2 separate regions of the Sus scrofa genome follow, and region 2 is linked to region 1. The links are chromatin contacts, called in public Hi-C maps. All regions are on one chromosome and are shown on one strand. Each heading gives the region's core, a stretch centred on a gene start, on an enhancer-like site or on the middle of the called end of the contact. The rest is flanking DNA. Distances are from core to core; before and after follow the strand shown. Region 1 overlaps HRH1 (histamine H1 receptor). Region 2 overlaps VGLL4 (transcription cofactor vestigial-like protein 4).

What was found. Hi-C and Micro-C count contacts between places; a contact is called where the count stands out from the background.
Region 2: a contact with region 1 is called in a Hi-C map of alveolar macrophages, with 4 times the contacts expected there. The contact joins two enhancer-like sites. A contact is called at or near these places in 9 of 47 Hi-C or Micro-C datasets (alveolar macrophages, brain, embryonic fibroblasts and 6 more).

What each region holds. Positions count from the first base shown.
Region 1 is chr13:67,238,890-67,242,264 of Sscrofa11.1, reverse strand. All of the region lies in intron 1 of HRH1 (histamine H1 receptor), which reads right to left. Among named protein-coding and RNA genes, the nearest start is that of HRH1, 31 kb to the right of the region's middle. Within about 2 kb of position 1,689, at least 8 of the 83 cell types and tissues checked have an H3K27ac peak or open chromatin away from gene starts, as enhancers often do. A contact at or near this core is called in alveolar macrophages, where this site is marked.
Region 2 is chr13:67,796,194-67,799,568 of Sscrofa11.1, reverse strand. All of the region lies in intron 2 of VGLL4 (transcription cofactor vestigial-like protein 4), which reads left to right. Among named protein-coding and RNA genes, the nearest start is that of VGLL4, 75 kb to the left of the region's middle. Within about 2 kb of position 1,543, at least 3 of the 83 cell types and tissues checked have an H3K27ac peak or open chromatin away from gene starts, as enhancers often do. A contact at or near this core is called in alveolar macrophages, where this site is marked.

The DNA.
Region 1 (3,375 bases), core at 440-2,939:
GTTTGTTTAGATTCCACATACAAGTGAGATCACACATTTGTCTTTCCCTGTCTGACTTACTTCACTTAGCATCAAGCCCTCAAGGTCCATCCACGTCATAGCAAATGGCAAGATTTCCTTCTTTTTATTGCTGAATAATATTTCATTGCGTGTGTGGTGTATATATCAATAAAGACAATATGAGATATATATATCACATATCAATATCATGTGTTCTTTATCCATTGGTCACTGATGTACACTTGGATGGTCTCCAAACTTTAGCTATTTTAAGTAATGCTGCCATGAGCATGGGAGTGCATATGTCTTTTCTAACTAGCATTTTTGTTTCCTTCAGATAAATACCCAAACGTGGAATTGCTGGATTGGTTGGTAGTTTTAATTTTTTATTTTGGGGGGACCTCCATACTGTTTTCCATAGTGGCTGCACCAAGTCATATTCCCACAAACTGTGCACAAGATGTTCCCTCTTCTCCACATCCTCACCAACCCTTGCAGGTCTTGTCTCTTGGGTGATAGATATTGGAACAGGTGTGGGGTGATAGCTCATTGTGGTTTAGATTTGTGTTTCCCTGCTGGCTAGTGATGTTGAGCACCTTTTCATGTACCTGCTGGCCATCTGTATGTCTTCTTTGGAAAAATGTCTGGTCAGATCCTCTGCCCATTTTTTAATTGAATTCTTGGTTAACATCTTTTGTTTTGGCAACGGTGGTCCTGTCCAGGAGGCCAAAGTTGCTCAGCCAGAGGCCTCCATCCCAGGATGCTCATCCTTAGGCAAAGTGCCTGTTTGCTGCTGGCAGAACCAAGCCTTATCTCCAGCACCCTTTGGTTCAACTGACCATTTGTTCGTGAACAATTTGGGGGGTTATATTCTAAGTGCCAATGACAGTGCCAGTGTTAATTTTCTGTCTCCCTTGCTGCATCCCTGTGTTTAGCATGGTGCTGGCACTCAGGAAATACCTAACTAGGGTATGAACAAATGACAGGAAAGGAGAAAGGGGTTCAGGGCTGTGGATGAGGGGAGCAGACATGTGGCTGCAAGCTGTTGCCTGTCTTAGAGATGCCAGCCCCATCCCTTCCTGAGGTTTCCTTGGTCCCTGTGTCTTAATACATCTCCCAGGTTGGGTTAAGCCTTGGGAAAGAAGCTGAATTAAGCATGAAACTTCCTTCACTGCCTGAGTACCTGGCAGAGCTGTGCCAATTAGCTGATTGCCAGAGTGAAAGGTGTTTATCCTTGCTGGACTCCTCCGGTATTCTGAAAAGCTGAGGCTTGGTGAGGTTTCATGGATAGAGGGAGACAGAGGAATAGGAAGTGAAAGGGTAGAGTCAGAGCCAAGTAGTATGTACCTAGATCTCATTCCATGCGGGCCATTCTAGGAGGCCCTAGACATTCAGTGCTTAAAATAATCAGGCCCTGCTTTAAAGGAGCTTAGAGTCTAGAGCAGGGACTAGCTTTGGCCCACAGATTGTCCTTGTAAATAAATTTTTATTGGAACACAGCCATGCTCATTCATTTGAGTATTTTTTTATGCCTGCTTTCACCCAACGGCAGCATTAAGTATTTACAGCAGGGACTATATGTGGCCCACAAATTTTAGGCCCACAATCTGCCCTCTATAGAAGTTTGCCAGCCTCTGGCATGGAGCCCCAGCAGATGTGCAGTCAGAAAGAGAAGCAGAGAAGAGAGGAGGAAGTGAGAGTACACGCAACCAGAAAACTGGGAGAGAACAGGAGACACCCGCCCATGCAGTGTGACGCGGGAGGGTGGAAGTTCCTTAAATATCTCCACTTGGCATCTTTTGCCAGGATGAAACTCCACCACCTGGAGCTGTTCCTTTGGGAAGAGCATTGCTTTCAAATACCCCCCTGGGGAGGGTCTTTGATCCTCACCCCATACCGCAATTGTGGATTAGTTGATGAGATCTTGCAGGAGGAGACAAGGCTGCCAGAGATTTCCAGAGGCCTGGAAGAAGGGAGAGGGAAAGCCAGATGCACTGGACGCAAAAGCAAATGTGCTGTCATCAGAGATAAGCTGGTGCTGGCAAGTGTCACTGAGCCACTGTGGGGCTTTGGAAAGGCGGGATCACATTTGTGACTTAGGGGTCATTTGCCTCCTAAGAGCCGAGCTGCACTTCCTTCTCCCACCTCTGCCCTTGGAGAGCGCCTGCCTGGTGAGCATGCAGGCCTATGGATACCCAGGTCTGTGCACACATGTGTATGCCCTGGGCACTGGTGTGCATCAGGGATGGATCCATATTTTATTTAGGGTTTAAGTTTATACAATTTGGGGGAGCCCCTTTAAGACAAAGATTTCAAAATCATTAAGACGAATTTAGGTACACATGTATTTCAGTTTTTAAAGAGCACATTTTTTAAAAACTGAAGAATACCAGAAATATCACAAGAGCTAGACAATTCACACATATTTCATTAACTCCCTGATACCATTGGAAATGCATTTTTTTTTTTTCAGATTGCATCTGTGGCACATGGAAGTTCCCAAGGCTAGGGGTCAAATCGGAGCTGCAGCTGAGGCCTATGCCACAGCCACAGCCATACCAGATCCAAGCCACATATACAACCTAGGCCACGGCTTGTGGCAACACTGTATCCTTAACACACTGAGCAAGGCCAGGGATTGAACCTGCATCCTCACAGACACTATGTTAGATTCTTAACCCACTGAGCCACAATGGGAACTCCCAGAAATGCATTTTCTACTCTTCTTTTTTTTGGGGGGGGTGCTGTATACTCCTTGACAGCCTCTTCATATATGCAGGATTTTTAGAATAGTTGCTATACAGAGAAAAGAAAGATAAACCAGTCTTTTTGTCTGGCAAGGTAATTGCAGTTTGCTTTTATTGAGTTAGGGGAGTTCTCATTGTGGCTCAGCAGGTTAAGCACCCAACATAGTATCTGTGAGGATTCGAGTTTGATCCCTGGCCTCACTCAGTGGGTTAAGGTTCTGGCACTGCTGCAAGTCTGTGGCATAGGTCGAAGATGTGGCTTGGATCTGGCATGGCTGGACTGTGGTGTGGCCAGCAGCTGTAGTTCCAATTCAACCTCTAGCCCAGGAACTTCCATGTGCTGCAGGCACAGCTGTAAAAAAAACAAAACAAAACAACAAAAAAAGTTAGGCTGAATAAAACATGACTTTATGGAGATATTTTGCTCCTCCTATGGACACAGGAGTTCTGATCAACTCTATTTTGTGTTCTTCTTCTCACAAAGGAAGAAAAATATACAGTGTACTTGGAGTGATATATGTTGCACATCTGGGCATGCGCTGCATTATCAAACATATGCCCAAGTGGAGAAAAAACTGTTTGTGACGAGGTGTCAATGAGGACTGAATCCAACTCTAATACTACATAT
Region 2 (3,375 bases), core at 294-2,793, 560 kb before region 1:
TTGTCTTTTTGGAGCCACACCCAGGGCATATGGACGTTTCCAGGCTAGGGGTGGAATCAGAGCTGTAGCTGCCCGCCTATGCCACGGCCATAGCAACATGGGATGTGAGCTGCATTTGTGACCTACGCCACAGTTCACAGCAGTGACAGATCCTTAACCCACAGAGCAGGGCCAGGGATCAAACCTGTGTCTTCATGAATACTAGTTGGGTTTGTGACCACTGAGTCATGATGGGAACTCCCTGTTATTTAGTTTAAAAAATTTAAATGCTTTTCTATTGAAACTTCTGTTGGCTCTGCCGCTGCATTCTGCGATGACACAGTTACTTACTGAGCCTGGGTTGCATCCCAGGGCTGTAAACATTCTTCTCTCTCTCTCTCTCTCTCTCTTTTTTTTTTTTTTTTTTTTTTTGTTGTTGTTGCCTTTTTAGGGCCACACCCAAGGCATATGGAGATTCCCAGGCTAGGGGTCTAATTGGAGCTACAGCTGCTGGCCACAGCAGCACCAGATCCGAGCTGTGTCTGCGACATACACCACAGCTTATGGCAGCGCTGGATCCTTAACCTCCTGAGCGAGGCCAGGGATCAAACCTGCCACTTCATAGTTTCTAGTCAGATTCGTTTCTGCTGCGCCATTGATGGGAACTCCTCCAAAAACGTCTTTTAAATTTTTTTTTTTTTGTCTTTTGTCCTTTTTAGGGCCACTCCCGTGGCATATGGAGGTTCCCAGGCTAGGGGTCTAATTGGAGCTGTTGCTGCCAGCCTACGCCAGAGCCACAGCAACGCCAGATCCAAGCCGTGTCTGCGACCTACACCATAACTCAAGGCAATGCTGGATCCTTAACCCACTGAGCAAGGCCAGGGATGGAACCTGAAACCTCATGGTTCCTAGTCAGATTCGTTTCTGCTGCGCCATGATGGGAACGCCTAAAAAAATTTGAAAAATACATATCTTTATGTGCAGATAAAGATTTACAGAAGAGAATATCTCAGTGTCAGAAATCTATCATTGCATTAATTAGGTAACAATGAAAGTTCACAATGTCTAAAAAGTTGATGGTAAAAAATACTGAGAAGCTGAATATTAAAGATGATTTCTGTAATTGATCCAAATGCTGTATTGATTAGATGATTTTATCACAGCAATGTGTATAGAAACAAAACATATGATAGTGAATGATGTTCTTCAATATATGTTATTGGTGTTTTAAAAATTTTGGTGAGAACAATTAATGTGAAATCATCTACCCTCTTAACAGATTTTAAGTGCACACTACAGTATTATTAAATGTAGGTACAGTACTATACAGCAGAGCTCTAGAACATATTTATCTTGCTAGCTCAAACTTCATCCTGTTGAACAGCAACTCCCGTTGCACCCAGCCCCTCATGACCATCATCCTGCTGTTTCCATGAATCTGACTGTTTAGATTCCTATCTAAGATAATCATGCAGTATTTATCCTGTGACTGGCTTACTTCATTTATCGTAATGTCCTCCAGGCTCACCCATGCCGTTGCATATGGGAGGATTTCTTTCTTTTTAAAGGCTGAGTAATACACCATTTGCATGTATGAGTCACATTTTCTTATTGTAAAGAAATAGAGGGGAACTAACTCAATAAAAAACAGAAACCATTTATGCATTAAGATGATAGTGGAGTTCCCTGTTGTGGCTCAGCAGGTTTTAAGGACCTGATGTTGTCTCTGTGAGGATGCAGGTTCGATTTCTGGCCTCACCCAGTGGGTAAAAGATCCAGTGTTGCTGTAAGCAGTGGTGAAGGTCACAGATGCAACTTGGATCCAGCGTTGCCAAGACTGTGGCACAGGTCACAGCTACAGTTCCAGTTCGACCCCTAGCCTGGAAACTTCCATATGCTGCAGGTACAGCTGTTAAAAAAGAAGAAGAAAAAAAAAAAAAAAAGAAAAGAAAAGAAAAAGAAAAGAAGGGGAAAAAAATGATGGTATTCTGGGTGAGTTTTTACTTTTTATATAGCAAGTTACTCATGTATCTATGTATCTTATAGTTACTGTAGCTGTTAGGGATCCCCCATTCAAGATAAATAACTGGGGAGTACAGGTTCCTAAGTGGAGGACCTCTGAAATAATGTTCAGGAAGTTTTATCCAGTGTGATTCAGTTGCTTTGTGCTCAGGTGTCATTAGTAACCCGTTAAACACAGCCTCAGTTACTCAATCCCAGGTCCCCAGCTCTCTCTGTTCCCAGATACTCTCAGCTACCATTCCCACCAGTTCTGAGGTTAAACTAGACACAGAGTCTTAGACTTGAAAAGGGCACTTTTGGTCCATCTCCTTTATTTAATAGATGAGAATGCTGATCTTTGGAAAGAAGAGGTAATGCTTTTTGAAACTGGTTGGAATTTATACTTGAAGTGGAAGAAGAAATGGCAAATGTATTCTACATTGGGTTCAGCATTGAGAAGTTAAATACATCATATTGCTGCTCTCAGAAATAGTATGTAAAGAAATAATGTGTAGTAATCGAGCTGTCCAAGTTCTTTATCATGTGCAACAACACAATTCCTTTTATCAGGTACTGCTAATTTAATTTTGAAAACTGAAAGTGGAGTTGGATGAATTGGTTGTGACTTTCGCTTCCTTTTTCTTTTGCTTCTTTCTCTCACAACTTATTTTGCATCTTGGACTGATCTTCAAACATTGTTTTTATCATATTACTCCCTCTCTTTCCCCAAAGTGAACCTATGGGACTCTTTACTACAGTGTGTTACTATAGAGTCAAGTTTGATTTCTGTCTGATTTATTCCTGGTCCTCAACCTTTATTTAATATTTAACTGTCTTTTCAGTTATGTTTTCTATTACTTTCTCTCCCTGAAATCTTTTGCTTCAGTAAAGTCATGCTTCATATCATTTTGATCCTGAATACCTTTTCCTCTGCTATTTTGCCTGCTCAGCCTTTAGTTGTTCTCTCTTTAAAATCTCCTAACTACGCTCAGTGACCCCGATAACGCTTCCTTCTGTATTTCTAAAAAAAGCAAAAAAACATGGGTTGGGAACTTGGAGTTAATAGATGCAAACTCTTGCCTTTAAAATGGATAAGCAATGAGATGCTGCTGTGTAGCACTGGGAACTATGTCTAGTCACTTATGATGGAGCGTGAATAATGTGAGAAAAAAGAATCTACACATGTATGTGTAACTGGGTCACCATGCTGTGCAGTAGAAAATTGACAGAACACTGTAAGCCAGCTATAATGAAAAAAAAAATCATTATATAAAAAAACTCCACCTTTATTTACCAGTCTTTATTATAAAATGTTTTTAAAAAAGATTCAGTCAGTGAAGAAAATCCTCTCCCATCTCAAGTTCCTAGTTTTTCTGAAGTAACTACTGTTAAATT